2 separate regions of the Cricetulus griseus genome follow, and region 1 is linked to region 2. Evidence: chromatin contacts called from public Hi-C data. All regions are on one chromosome and are shown on one strand. The core of a region is the stretch at or near the end of the contact, and the rest is flanking DNA. Distances in the headings are between cores, read along the strand shown. Region 1 overlaps Dtnbp1 (dysbindin). Region 2 overlaps Jarid2 (protein Jumonji).

Region 1 (6,804 bases), core at 2,875-5,374, 83 kb after region 2:
CATGGTTTATCCTGCCCTTAGCTTCTGACAACTCATCACTAAGTGGCAACATATTGTGATTTAAAAATTAAACAGGTAAATATTAGAAGGCTTATTAATAAACTCTATAGACTAAGCCCTTTATCTTTACCAATCCGAACATAAGAAGAATAGCATGGGGAAGAAGATGGCTCAATGGGTAAAAGCATTTGCCTGATAGCCTGAGCTTGATTCCCTAGGACCCAGATAACAGAAGGATAGAGAATCAACTCTCACAAGTTGTCCTGGGACTTCTACATACATCATACATCACACACACACACACACACACACACACACACACACACACACACACACTAAATGCAATTTTTTTTTTTTAAAGAATAGCGTGCAAATCAACATGGAACACTTTAAGAGTACACTGTCATGGCCCAAGTTTCTAACTCACCTCTTATTTTTCTTGTAATTCTCCAGGTGTCGGGACTGTGCATGTTTGTGTCTTTCTAATTCACACTGCCCACACAAATCCTCCAAATGCAGCAAGTGGTTTTCTACCTCTTCAAAACTCGTCTCTAAATGAGCTGAAAATATACAACATAAAAAGAAACAACGTCAAATCCAAATCACTGGCCAAAAAGACAAAATGTTTAAATTGCTGTTGGAGAGATGGCCCGGTAGTTAAAAGCACATGCATGTCTTTCTGAGGACCTAGCATGCGCATTAGGAGGCTTGCCACTGCCTGTAACTCCAATTCCAAGGGATCCAGCTCCCTCTTCTGTTCCCCATGGGCATACCTACACGAGTGTGTACACACGCCAAACACACACAAACACACAGACATGATTGAAAATAAAATCAACAGTATCTCTTTTTTTTAAAAAAAAGTTTAAGCTATTGAGATTGCTTCATATTTTCTTGGTATTTCTTATTAAATTTTATTTAGGCAAAATTAAATACACTGACCAACATTAAAGCACACTTTAACAAGCATATTTCTAACATTTCCCAAGACATATTTGTTCAAAATACCTTAAATACTTATTACTAGAATGGTGAATTAATCTGAAATGAACCATATTTGTTTGAGACAGGGTCCCACTGTGTCTCTCTGGCTGTTGAGGAACTCACTCTGTAGACCAAGACGGACTCAAACTCACAGAGATCCACCTGTCTCTGCCTCCTAAGCACTGGTACTAAAGGCGTGTGCCCAGCAAATGAACCAGTTTTTACATAACGATGAGACAGCAAATATAAACAGCACATATCATGCCACTGTAATTTAGTATTTATAACTCCAAGTCATTTTAAGATCTCTTTGCCTTTGGCACATCACAGACATAAACCTCTGCATGAAAAATACTACAAATACTTAGTAAGCTGGTGTTCCAGAGTCAGTCACTGGTTGGGGGGCGGGGGGGGGCAGGGGGGGGGAGATACTCAGTTCCTGCTAGTTGTCTAGTCTTTCATTAGTCTGTCTGCAGATCACAAAACTCTATACTTTACTGGAACATGAAGAGCATTTAGTCAAATCATTCACACAAAATATTGAAGACTATAGGCTAAAGAGATGGTTCAGAGAGTAAGAGTGATCAGATTGTTAGCTGACAATCATATATAGCTCTAGTCCTAGGGTATCTAACACCTTCTTCTGGCTTCCTTCAGTGCTGGATGTACATGGCACAGGTCAGAGTCTTGAAAAACTAATTCCAAGTCCTGCCCAAAGGCAGAGAAACGGGGGTGTGGTTCCAAACTGAGTTACTGTCACACTACAATTGGTCAGCTGAAAGAAAGCCAATGAACTCACTTCACAGCTATAGAGAGAGAACTTCATGTTTTCTCTGACAACAGAAAGGTTTTAGAGGTCAAATATTTATAGAAGTCAAACAGTCTCATAACCATTTATTGAGCATTACTAGCATATGCAATTCACAAGGACACATTATAAAAGACAGTCCTTATGTTCAAGGACATCATGGCAGAAGGAAGCAGTGTCCTGAGAGGGTGAGGCATGAAGGGGACCAAGGGAGCAGCATCTAATACAGGTGAGGATGGGAAGGAAAGTTCCAGAAGGGACATCCCAAAAAAGACATGAGTAACCCCATAGAGATATTAAGTCTAAGAACATAGCCTGGAGCATAATTTATAGGAATATGATTTTTCGAGCGAAAAAAATGGAAATGTTAATGCCACTTTGATTTAATTAGATCAATTGATCTTGTTTACATTTTGACTATTACAGATCAACAAAATTACTCATTTTAAATGACTTTTGGTTGCCTTTCAATGGACTGCTGTGTCACAGTATTGCTGGGGAGACATGAATGCCCACTCAGCACAGATAGGAAACCAATGACAGGCTAATAGTAAGGATACCACCAAAGTCCAACTTGGTGAACCAATGAGTTTTATTGGGTTACTCACAGAAGTATGGGTTGAAGGGTTACTAACAGGAGCAGAAATGTCTGAAATACAGCTGCATCATCAAAGCCCATTCCAGCTCACAAAGCTGGAACCCTGGGCACACTGCAGTTTGAAGGCAGCAACAGGTTAGACAGCAACTTTTTTAGATGGCTTGTCTGGTTGCTCTAGGCAGCTCTGCTGGGCTACATCTCTGCCAAAGACATGGCTGCTATGAGAGGGTCACTCACTGGGCCTTGCTATTTATACACACATGGGGAAGGAAATATCTAACGTATCAGTCTGTTTTGGGAACTTCACAAAGCCTTTGAGTTGTTACTTCCTGAGCTTAAAAAAACCTTCCCCACAGGATGGGATGTTTCAGGGACCTGTGTCTTAACCAGCTTCCCTCCAAGATGGAGGTGCATGTTGGAAGAGGATGATTTGGTTACAACAAACCTCACGAAATAAGACAGGGAGGAGAGGGTTACTTTGGCTCCCTACCTAAGAATCTGGGCCAGTGTCAGGTGTCAAGGTGGGAACCTGTGGCAGCTCAGACCTCAGGAGATCAAAGAGAAGAGTAACCCTTAAAAGGACATTCCCAGAGGACTAGATTATCACCTATGTGCCATGTCCCCAAGGTTCCATAATCTCTCAAAACAGAACCACCAATCTGGAGACCAAATGCTCAAACACATGAACCTATGGGGAACACTTCACACTTAGGCCAACATTTTCTCTGAGGAGCACTGGAAATGTTCCAGAAGGCAGAGCAGGGCTAGCTGTACAATCAGATAACTCAGACTCACTATTTAAGCACAACATATTCCTCCATTTAGATTTTCATAGACCTTCTAAACTACTCTTCAGAGCATCTAGATTAGAGATAAATTCCTCAAATTTCAATTTGCAAATTTGGTTAACATGCAAATTTTTTCAGGTTTTTAATTGATCTTTATGTCAAGGATCTATTAAACCAGAAGCAATTACATTTTCTAATGCCTACTTTTTGTCTCCATGAAACATCTAAGCTTATAAAAAAACAATCCTAAACAATCTTTTTTTATTTGGCAGGGTCAAAGGTTTATGGATGTAAGTAGAAAACAAACTTTATTACAACGAGCAAATGTGATGACAAACAGCTTCACAGTTCTGCTTAGACACTTTAGGTTCTGCCTTTCTTTCTTTCCTTTTTTTTTTTTTTTTTTGAGACAGGGTTTCTCTGTGTAGCCCTGGCTTTATTGGAACTCTCTCTGTAGATAAGGCTGGTCTTGAACTGAGAGGTCCACCTGCCTCTGCCTCCAGAGTGCTGGGATTAAAGGCATGCTCTACCACCAGCAGTTGTCTTTCTTCATGCTGGTGTATCACTGGAGACAACAGGAAACTTTGAGAAAGGTTGATAATATCACTGTTCATAATAGTTTGACTCTATCAAGGGTAATACAAAGCCACCAAAAATAAGCTTCAAAAATCTAAACTCTAATCAATGAATAATTATAGCTATGATTTTTTAAAGTTAAAAACGGTATACAAAGGGAAAAGGCAAAATGTTGTATTAATCAGAATTTCCACTACTACTGCAAAAGAATATTCTTGGTGTCACACAAAGAAACATATCAACAAGTGAAAGTAACCTTGCAAAGCAATTTCTTTTTCTGAAACCGGTGTGCCATGACCTAAACTAGGCTAGCAAGCACACATCAGGATAGGAAGTTCCTTAGTTTCTACTCAAACACTGGTGGTGACTCATTCTGAACCCATTAGTGGAAGCTCTATCTCAATCTAATGTGATAGGCTAATTCCTAATTGGCTTGCAAGAGGAGGATATGAAAGTCAAGTCTCAGGAAATTCCAGGGGTGGAAAAACAAGCACAAACAACATTTTGCAAGATGAGGAGGTGCTGTGGAACAATCTCTGCACACTGTAAATATGTATTGCTCTCATTGTTAATAAAACGCTGATTAACCAATAGCTGGGCAGGAAGAGATTGGGTCAGACAGCCTGACACAGAGAGAATGCTGGAAAGAGGAGGGAGAGTCTCAAGTATCTCCAGCAGACACAGAGAGAAGAAAGATGGGCATGCTGCACTCAGAAAACATACCACGCCATGTGGCAAAGCATAGATAAGAAATATGGGTTAATTTAAATGTAAGAGTTAGATAGTAACAAGCCTGAGCAATTGGCTGAGAATTTAAAATTAATATTAAGACTCTGAGTGGTTATTTAAGAGCCACTGCCAGCACAGGAAAAACTCTGCGTACAATACTGACCCCTTTGTATGTTAGCCTAATTCCTATATAGTAAGTCTGATGAATTCAATAAAGTTCTGATAATTCTCTTATTCTACAATGTAAAATAACTGGGAAAAACTCAATGATCCATGTTCATCTAATATTAAGAACTTAAGCCAAATTTTGTAAAAGAGTAACTTAAACATGAACAGAGAATTAGGAAACATTAAGCAACATGATGCTGCTTTCCCAGTCACAAAAACGTGGCCAAAAGATCCTATAAGTGAAGCAGAAAAAGCAATGGGGTCGGGCGTTGGTGGCGCACACCTTTAATCCCAGCACTCGGGAGGCAGAGGCAGAGGCAGGCGGATTGCTGTGAGTTTGAGGCCAGCCTGGTCTCCAGAGCGAGTGCCGGGATAGGTTCAAAGCTACACAGAGAAACCCTGTCTCGAAAAACAAAAAAAAAAACAAACAAAAAAAAAGCAATGGGGATTTCCCATTTCAAGTCTTCATTTTGTTTGGCTTATTGAGGTAGTCTCGTGATGCCCAGCCTGGCTTGGTATTCACTAAGCAGTCCAGGAGGGTGCTAGAACTACAAGCAGGTTCCACCATACCCAACTCTGTATATTTCAACTCTTACCAAACTTGCAATTAGTAATAAATTATAAGTAAAATATATTAAGCTTTTACCTTTTGAATTAAACGAGCATAAGTATATATACAATATATATTCCAAATATTTATTTTAAATTGATAGAAATTTAACTACCCTGACACAACATGCTCATTTCCTGTTACAAAACCAGCTGCATAGATAAGTAAAGTTATAACTAACTTAGAATACATGTACATAAAACACTGGCAGGCCCATAGACCCAAATTCATCCTAGCAAGGAACTCAAGTCTTACTATTTTGCTCACTATAACAGCATGTCTCTGTAAGTGACTTGTAGAGAAGATGGGGAATTTTACTGTGAAAGCCATTTGGGAATGACAGCTGTGCAAGAAAGAGCTCCACAGATCTTGGGGAGAAGATCATCCCAGAGGTAGAGCAAATCAGCTTGGAATTTTTCTTTGTGCTGTTTGTTTCAAATAGATACAGTCTGTAGTACAGCAGTGATCCATGAAGAGTGAAGTAGCATACTGAGATTACTTCACACTTAACGAGTTTCTTTCTACCCTAAACAATTAGCCTCACAGAACAAAGATACCTTCTTTGTCTGCAAACCCACAGGTCACAGAGGCCAGGCACTAAAAGATGGAGACTCTTCAAACGCTTGTGCCACACTTTATGTACTGAGGCAATAATGTAAAGACGATATGTTAATAAGGAATCTTTAAAAGGTACATTAATTTGCAAAAGCCATTATGGAGCAAATAAGATCCTTGTAGTAGATTAAAAAGGTGTCGAGAGAGTTAGTGTACCTTGTGTTGGTACTAATTTTGGAAAGTAACTTGGACAAGATGATCTAGTTTGTGAAACACTGCTATAAGAGCTCCTGCTGGACATCTTTCACATTCTGTATAGAGAAAGCAACAGCCAATATAGCAGGCTAGGACCTATCAGAAGCAACACAGAAACTCAACATATGGTTGCTACTTATCCTAGGATTTGTAGAATATTCTCTTGTAGAGGAAGGAACAATCTTCTAAAACAGGTCACATAAAATCAAGTACTAGAGAAAACATGAAGGCAAGACCTTGACAGTTGAAATTTGATCAAAGAACAGGATTAGACTGCCCTCTAGTGGAAATTCGAGAGAACTAAATACATTCAGCACTTTTTTTCACTAGACCACACTGAAATGAAACTCAAATTCACCCTTTGCCCCAGCGGCCTACAACTCAAGGCCCTCCTACTTCAGTCTCCCAAGTACTGGGATTATAGGGATGAAACACCATGCTTAGCAATGGCAGTGCAGTACTTTTCAAACTCATAGTTCCTAGTTTTTTTTTTTGTTTGTTTTTTTGTTTTTAGTTAAACAGTGCATGGTGGCTATTTCACCTAACAAGAACTGTTTCATTCTTCCAAGCATTTTTCAATGCAAAATGTTAATCCTGTCACATTTAGACAAATTCTTTTTAAAGAGTCTCATGTCAGAGGATGAGTGTGAACTTCTGGTCCTGTCTGTCCCTCCCATGTGCTAGGATTATATAGTATGTACCCCACTGTTGATGTATGCCATGCTGTGGGTCA
Region 2 (7,122 bases), core at 1,645-4,144:
GAAAGTTGGAAACCAGTTCAAGTTGCAAGGAGAGTCACTTTCTCAACCTGAGAACTTCACCCAGAGCCCTGCCTTGCTGGAGAAAAGCCCAAATCCCACAGTCTCCTGGTTCACTGCTGGTTAGTGATCTGGAGGCAGAGTGTGCTGGGATCACACACTTATGGGGATGCTGTCAAGTACTGAAAACACTGTGTGGCTTGTCACCATGGGGAAACCATTGGGCAAAGACCTGTGACAGGCAGATTTATGTTTTGATATAAAGCCAAGGCTCAACTCCATCTTAAGCTGTACTCTTTGCTGTTTTCTTTGTTCCAGGGAAGATCTGTTTCTCTAACAACTTTTTATCGAACAGCAAGAAACATCATGAACATGTGCTTCAGCAAGGAGCCTGCACCAGCAGAGATCGAGGTAAGCTGCTCAACTCCAGACAACCTCCAGCGAGACTAGGGGCGGCCCTCAGGCTTTCTGTAGCATGAAAGGGCACAGGGATTGGGCTTGTCCTGTGTCTCTGTGCTGGGGTAGCAAGGCGTTTTATTTTCTATTGGACCAAAATTAGTCCATTGAAGACTGGAATTTCATGGTTTCTGCTGGCATGTCTGTGAATTCCATCATTGGTCCAGCTAGCAGTTTTTGTCTTTAGTGAACTGCTGCTCCTCTGTCCTTCCTGTCTCCCTGTGAGGAGAATGTTTGGAATTCCCTGAAGTCATGGTGTGCTTTTCTCTTCTCCTGTTCTTCATGTAATAGGATTGGCAGGTCGCCATTTTTTGTGCCATTGCCAGCTCTTTCCTTGGAGTTAGTGTAGTGCTGGAAACACAGTGAGCTCTTGTGTGCCCAGTTAGTGGCTGTTAAGTGTGAGGTGCTGCAGGATGTAGCTGGTCGAGCCAGTCCTGTTTACATTTCCTGGCCAGAGCCCAGTAGAGTCCCTTGGACCCTATAGCTGCTGACATAGGAACCTAGCAGTGGTTGGTTTGTAAAGGGAGAGAAGCCAGTTTAGACCCCTGGCTTAGAGCAGTTGTAGCTCGAAGAGGAGGGTGTGGAGGGGGGTGTAGTTTCTCTGGGTGGACTCTGATCTCAGGGCTTTGGAAAATTCTGTTTGCTGATTGACACTCTTCCCATCCCAGCTCTGTGACCTGGGGCTTGATGTCCACACTCAACCCCATGTTCAGCTCTGCCTACGATGGCCATTACATTGGACTGTTCTGACACCCATGTGACCATCACAGTTGCTTTTTGATGCCTCATGACACTGTGGCAGATATGCCAGATGAGAGGGCTCAGCCCTTAGTATCTCCAGGAGGTTCTGGTGATTGTCCCTGTCCATAGCTCATTTTACAGGCTTCTATTTAGGAACCAACCCCCTTCTTGCCCTCCAAAATATTTGAAAGCAAAAGTGAAGGTTTCCTGAGACTCAGATTTCAGTTTGTGTCTGGCTGGTGCCTTGAATTCTGTGTCTATCTTATAAAAACAGCAGGCCTTTCCCTCTCTCCTGGTGGACAGTGCTGGATTTGGCAACTGCTTTCGTGCAATGAATCCTTGTGCCTGTGCTCAGGTTAGTGGCTGTTGGTCTCTCAGCTCTGATCAGTCTCTGAGTCACAGGGTGATCTTTGTGGGTAAGGGCCCGTTCAGGAATGGCATCATGGGCATTTCTTTATGGTTTGTGACCATTTGATACTCTAGAAAGGCCCCTCTTGTGAGGAGTCAGTGTCATCCCGTCTTTCCTTCCCCACCCCACTCGTGGGAGTTGAGTTTCAGGGTTTCTCCTACATTCCAGGCTCACAGGAAGGGTGAGGTGCTTCTGGGATGCGGATTGAAAAGGCAGTGAAGGTACTGCTTCACTCTTGATTGCAGTGCATTCTCAAACCACCCCTCGTCCCTAGCCTTCCAGTTCTAGTGGAATCAGCTCCGATGGGAGCCTGGCTATACCGTGTGTGCATGAGTGCGTGCATGTCGTTTTAGGGAATGTATGTGGCATTCAGAGGACTATTTTAGAGTAAGTGCTCTCCGTTAACCTTTATGTGGTTTTCGGGGATTATGCTGAGGTCACCAGGCTTTTTGGCCTCCGTGCCATGTTTCCAACTCCCAAAGTGCTAACTTGCAGCAGAGTGCTGACCAGTGTGGAGAGTGTGGCAAAGAGGATTGCGCAGTGTTCTAGGCGCGCGCTGTGCTTATTCTTCAGGTGGGTGCACAGGAAGTTCTTTCCTCCCCATTCTCACTCCTTTTTCTTCTCTTTCCTATAAATAGATTCTTTCCTCCCCATTCTCACTCCTCTTTCTTTCCTTTCCTATAAATAGATTCTGTCCTACCAGGACAGCTCACCATTTTAACTGTTAATGTTCGTGCATGTTTGTGTGTGGGGTTGTGCTTGCCACAGTGTGTTTGGATGACAGAGGCCAACTGTGGTGTCACCTTCTACCTTATTTTTCACTGTTGCCTATGCCTGGCTACGTGCCCTGTGAGTACCTCTATTTGCTATATTGCCCTAGGTATGCTGGGCCACAAATGGATACTGCTGCATCCAGTTTTACTTAGGGTTTGGGAATCCAAACTCAGATCTAAACACTTATGTGAAAGGTGTTTAAGTATACATTTCTGTGAGATTAAATCCCTTCACATTATTGTGCCACCATCAATGACAACTGTCCCAAATCAAAATTGAGTTCTCCGAACCCCTTGAAGACTAACTGTTCTCTCAGTCTGGCAGCCTCTGGCCTGCTTTCCTGGCATCTGACCCTGGCACCTCCTGCATACACTGACTGGTTATGTCACTTGAGTGTGGTGTCCTCCAGCTTTAGCCACAGCGTGTTAGGGTTTCTCTCCATTAAAGGCAAGCATGCATGAACCACACCCAGTTCCTCTACTTGCCCTCACAGTCTGTGTGGGTGACTTCCCCTGATAGTGCTTGGCTGTGCTGTCATCCCAGTCATCAGTGTACATAGTGAAATCCTGCAACTCTCTGTTGGTCTGATGACAGCTCTACCGTGGCCTTAGGTTCTGAGGGAGTTGCTCAAGGGTGTTTCCTCATAGACACCATGTTCTGGATATAGTGTTCCTTCTATGTCTTGGGCTCTGTGTCCCACATAGACAATGACTGGCCTTCTTCTTTACAGCAAGAGTACTGGAGGTTAGTGGAAGAGAAGGACTGTCATGTGGCAGTTCACTGCGGGAAAGTGGACACTAACACCCACGGCAGCGGCTTCCCCGTGGGGAAATCAGAGCCCTTTTCAAGGTAATGTCCAGTCTCTCGTCCATGGTTTGGGGACTAGACAGTGCCCTTTCTCACCAGCCTGTTACAGCCTCCATTTTTCCTTCTGCAGGCATGGATGGAACCTCACCGTCCTCCCCAATAACACAGGGTCCATCCTGCGTCACCTTGGTGCTGTGCCTGGTAAGCATGACCATAAACACCCTCCTGTTGCAGCTGTCACAGTGACAGCAAGGCCAGGCTGGCTCTTCTAAGCATCCTAGAGAAGCCTGGGGTCTTAAGGACAGAGTACATGTCCTGACATTTTAACATTGGGAGAGAAAGGCCATCTGTGCTAGCAGACACAATAAATGGGCTAGGAAGTGAAGACTGCTTCTATCTTACACACAGCTGCCCCATCATGGTTCTGGTTGATGTGAAGTTTTTGGGCTTTGGGAAGGGAAGGGAGTCCTTTCTGCCAAAGCCAGGAACCTTGTTGTATCCTACCTTGCTCACTGTGGACAGAGGCACTTAAGCCAGACCCCCCTAGCCCTGGGATTTTACACATTCATTCTTAGCTTCAAGGTCAACAAGCTACCCAGCCAAAGTACTGTTGCTCTAAAATGACACCTCTTCTCTTACATTGTAGGAGTGACTATTCCCTGGCTAAATATTGGCATGGTCTTTTCTACCTCATGCTGGTCTCGAGACCAAAATCACCTTCCATATATTGACTACTTACACACTGGTGCTGACTGCATTTGGTGAGTATCGGCCCCCAGCAGCAGGTGCTACTGCCCCAGGCATCCCAAGAAACTGCTGCTGTGATGGACTTGAGCCTGCAGCAGCTGGAAGACATGCCAGGGCCTGGGCTGTCTACCTGTGCCACAAGGGTTGCAAGGTGGCAGAAGATGTTTTGCATTCTTTGCCTGTTGTGTTGTTCTCTTGTGAATTCCTGCTTAGTCTGCTTCCCTGCTGGATACCCCAGTTATGTGTTGTGGAATTCCCAGATTTGATTTTATGGCAGCATTCATATAGGGCCATGGAGAAACTGGCCCAGCTGGGCAGCTTCATCTGAGTGGTCTTTTGCAAGAGCTCCAGAGCTAGGCTACTCACACACTAGATATGAAGCATTGTCAGAACTGTGCCTGTGAGCTGTCCTCTGCATAGTTCAGTGTGTTCTCTTTGTTGGTCCTCTGAGCTCTCTGGTTTCTGTGTTGACAGTGGAGATGGGCTCTCTCTCTCTCTCTCTCTCTCTCTCTCTCTCTCTCTCTCTCTCTCTCTGGCTCTCTCTCTCTCTCTGGCTCTCTCTCTCTCTGGCTCTCTCTCTGGCTCTCTCCTGTGTGTGTGTGTGTGTGTGTGTGTGTATACACGCGTGTGCGCATGTGTTCGCACTGGCCTTGGCACCTTCCCAAGTCTCTTTCTGGCCAGTAGCTCCAGGTCGTCTCCGGTGCCTTGGTGAGGGTCCCCATGTACCCATGTTGCTTGTCAGGAACAGCATCAAATCCTGTGTCTATGGCTGAGTACTAGACTGTTCTTAAGCAGTGTCAGAGAACTCAAGTAATAAGTAAGCCAAGGGAATATGCACTTGTCTGTTTCTGATTTACAGGAGGGTTAACTGTATCTGGCTTTGGTTTGAAGGGTTTTTGGCTCACCTTGTGGGTCAGATCTGTGTAAAGTGAGCTGCGTGTATAAGGCAGTGCCTGTGGTTTGGCTCTGTGCTGGGCAGAATCAGCCAACAGTGACAGAGTAAGGCACTGGGCCAGCACTCCAGCCCAGCTGCCCTGAGGCTGGAAGAAGTCCCACCAAATGTATCCTGTGTTTCCAATGTCCCAGGTATTGCATTCCTGCTGAGGAGGAGAACAAGCTGGAAGATGTGGTCCATACCCTGCTGCAGGCCAATGGTACCCCAGGGCTGCAGATGCTGGAGAGCAATGTCATGGTAGGTTTCTTGTCACCTGCACAGCAAGGTGGGTCCTCCAAGGGACAGAAATTTCTTATGTTGCCAGCTCCTGACAATGCTGAGTGGGGACATGAAGTGCTCCAAAAGGGTTGAGGGCCTTAGAAGGAAGGAACTATGTGCTTACCATGGTCCCTGCCCTGCAGAAACCTCTTAGACTACCACTGACTTGTGTTTCGTGACTTTTTTTTGGGGGGGGTGTTTATTTCCTTAAAGAGAATTATAATCTGGTCTTTTAGCAGCCCCTCCATTAGGGGCTGTCAATCAAATTTCCACATAACCTGGCTGGTGTCCTTATGCCATGGGGCAGAGGGTTTGCCTGACTGATGGAGAGGCATGTAGCTCAGTTGGTATTGTCTCCCCAGATCTCCCCAGAGGTGCTGTGTAAAGAGGGGATCAAGGTCCACAGGACTGTGCAGCAAAGCGGGCAGTTTGTTGTCTGCTTTCCCGGGTCTTTTGTGTCCAAAGTATGTTGTGGCTACAGCGTCTCAGAGACAGTGCACTTTGCTACCACCCAGTGGACAAGCATGGGCTTCGAGACTGCCAAGGTAAGCAGTGTAAGTCCCCTGACTCCCTGTGAGTGTGAGGTTTATGTTGGATACTCTGATGGCCTTTCACTGCATTGTTGGGGTTGCAGAACCTCAAGAGATGGCTGGAAGTTTATTCTAGGAAAGAAAGTTGAGGTTTTTATCATGAAGGCTTTTGACTTCCATTACTGGTAATCCCATAGTTGTGGGGAGGCCAAACAGATATTCACAGTATAAATACTGGATATGAATCCGTAGAACTTGTCTGCCCATTCTGAGTTCTGGCACTGCCTCCATGGCTGGCTATGAGGTGCTAGGACTTTCCTGGAATCTGGTGCTATTCTCCAGGTTAGCAAAGTGGCCGCACAGCTTATAGCAATAATTCGAGTCCAGTTGCCACTATGAACTTGGCTGCTCACTCACTACTCATGGAAACAGACCCTTGTAACGTGACACTCTTTCAGGAGATGAAGCGCCGCCACATAGCTAAGCCATTCTCCATGGAGAAGTTGCTCTACCAGATCGCACAAGCAGAAGCAAAAAAGGAAAATGGTCCCACCCTCAGTACCATCTCAGCCCTTCTGGACGAGCTCAGGTACTGTAGACCCAGGTCCCAAGACTTCATGGGATGCAACAGCTGGTTGTAGGATCAGGCCGAATAAGCAAGCGGTTCCCAGAACTGAAGACCCCGAGGCTTTTAAGTGTCAAGCCTTTCATTCTGTGTTATTTCTCCTGCATGATTGTCTCCTGTATTGTCTTCCTGCATGATATCAGGACTCAGAAGCTCTTTGTGAGCCAGTGTGGTCTCAAGCTGTCATTCCTCTTTATGGTCGATGCTGGACTCCCCTCTTTATAACCCTTTGCTTCAGGGGTTAGTGTTGGGGTGGAGTATGGAGAGGCTGTCTTGCCAGATCAGACACACATACCATCGAGCATGTAGGCCGCAGTATCACCTGACTCTGATGTGGGGCTGGTTGGTCCCCTTGTTGGCCCAGCTTGGAGGTGTTTCTCGGCTTCACCAAGGCCATACACTCACTGAAGGACAGCCCACACATTGTATATGGTTCTCTGCGTTGAACTCTTAACCTCACTTGAATCCTCGTGAGGCTTCTCCCTCTCCAGAGAGCTTCTGATAATGTTTGGTGAGCACATAGAGGTGTCCACCAGCAAACAGGTAAAAAATCATGGGCTGGAGAGATGGCTCAGAGGTTAAGAGCACCAACTGCTCTTCCAGAGGTCCTGAGTTGAATTCCCAGCAACCACATGGTGGCTCACAACCATCCATTATGAGATCTGGTGCCCTCTTCTGATGTGCAGATATACATGGAAGCAGAATGTTGTATACGCAATAAATAAATAAATAAATAAATAAATAAATAAATAAATAAATAATCTATCTTTTGTTTGGAACAAGAACATCTATCTGTAATGCTAAGCAAAATCCAGTCACCCAC

Evidence for each region. A called contact is a pair of places that touch in the nucleus more often than the background predicts.
Region 1: a Hi-C map of fibroblasts shows a contact between it and region 2, with 3 times the contacts expected there. The contact joins two enhancer-like sites. A contact is called at or near these places in 2 of 8 Hi-C or Micro-C datasets (fibroblasts and liver).

Annotation. Positions count from the first base shown.
Region 1 is chr3:264,689,082-264,695,885 of CriGri-PICRH-1.0, forward strand. Dtnbp1 (dysbindin) reads right to left here. Exons shown (of 9, transcript XM_035442942.1): 6 at 428-560. Among named protein-coding and RNA genes, the nearest start is that of Dtnbp1, 26 kb to the right of the region's middle. Within about 2 kb of position 4,125, at least 1 of the 6 cell types and tissues checked has open chromatin away from gene starts, as enhancers often do.
Region 2 is chr3:264,607,432-264,614,553 of CriGri-PICRH-1.0, forward strand. Jarid2 (protein Jumonji) reads left to right here. Exons shown (of 19, transcript XM_027410455.2): 10 at 316-408; 11 at 3,108-3,226; 12 at 3,315-3,385; 13 at 3,831-3,945; 14 at 5,018-5,123; 15 at 5,507-5,689; 16 at 6,133-6,263. Among named protein-coding and RNA genes, the nearest start is that of Dtnbp1, 110 kb to the right of the region's middle. Within about 2 kb of position 2,895, at least 2 of the 6 cell types and tissues checked have open chromatin away from gene starts, as enhancers often do.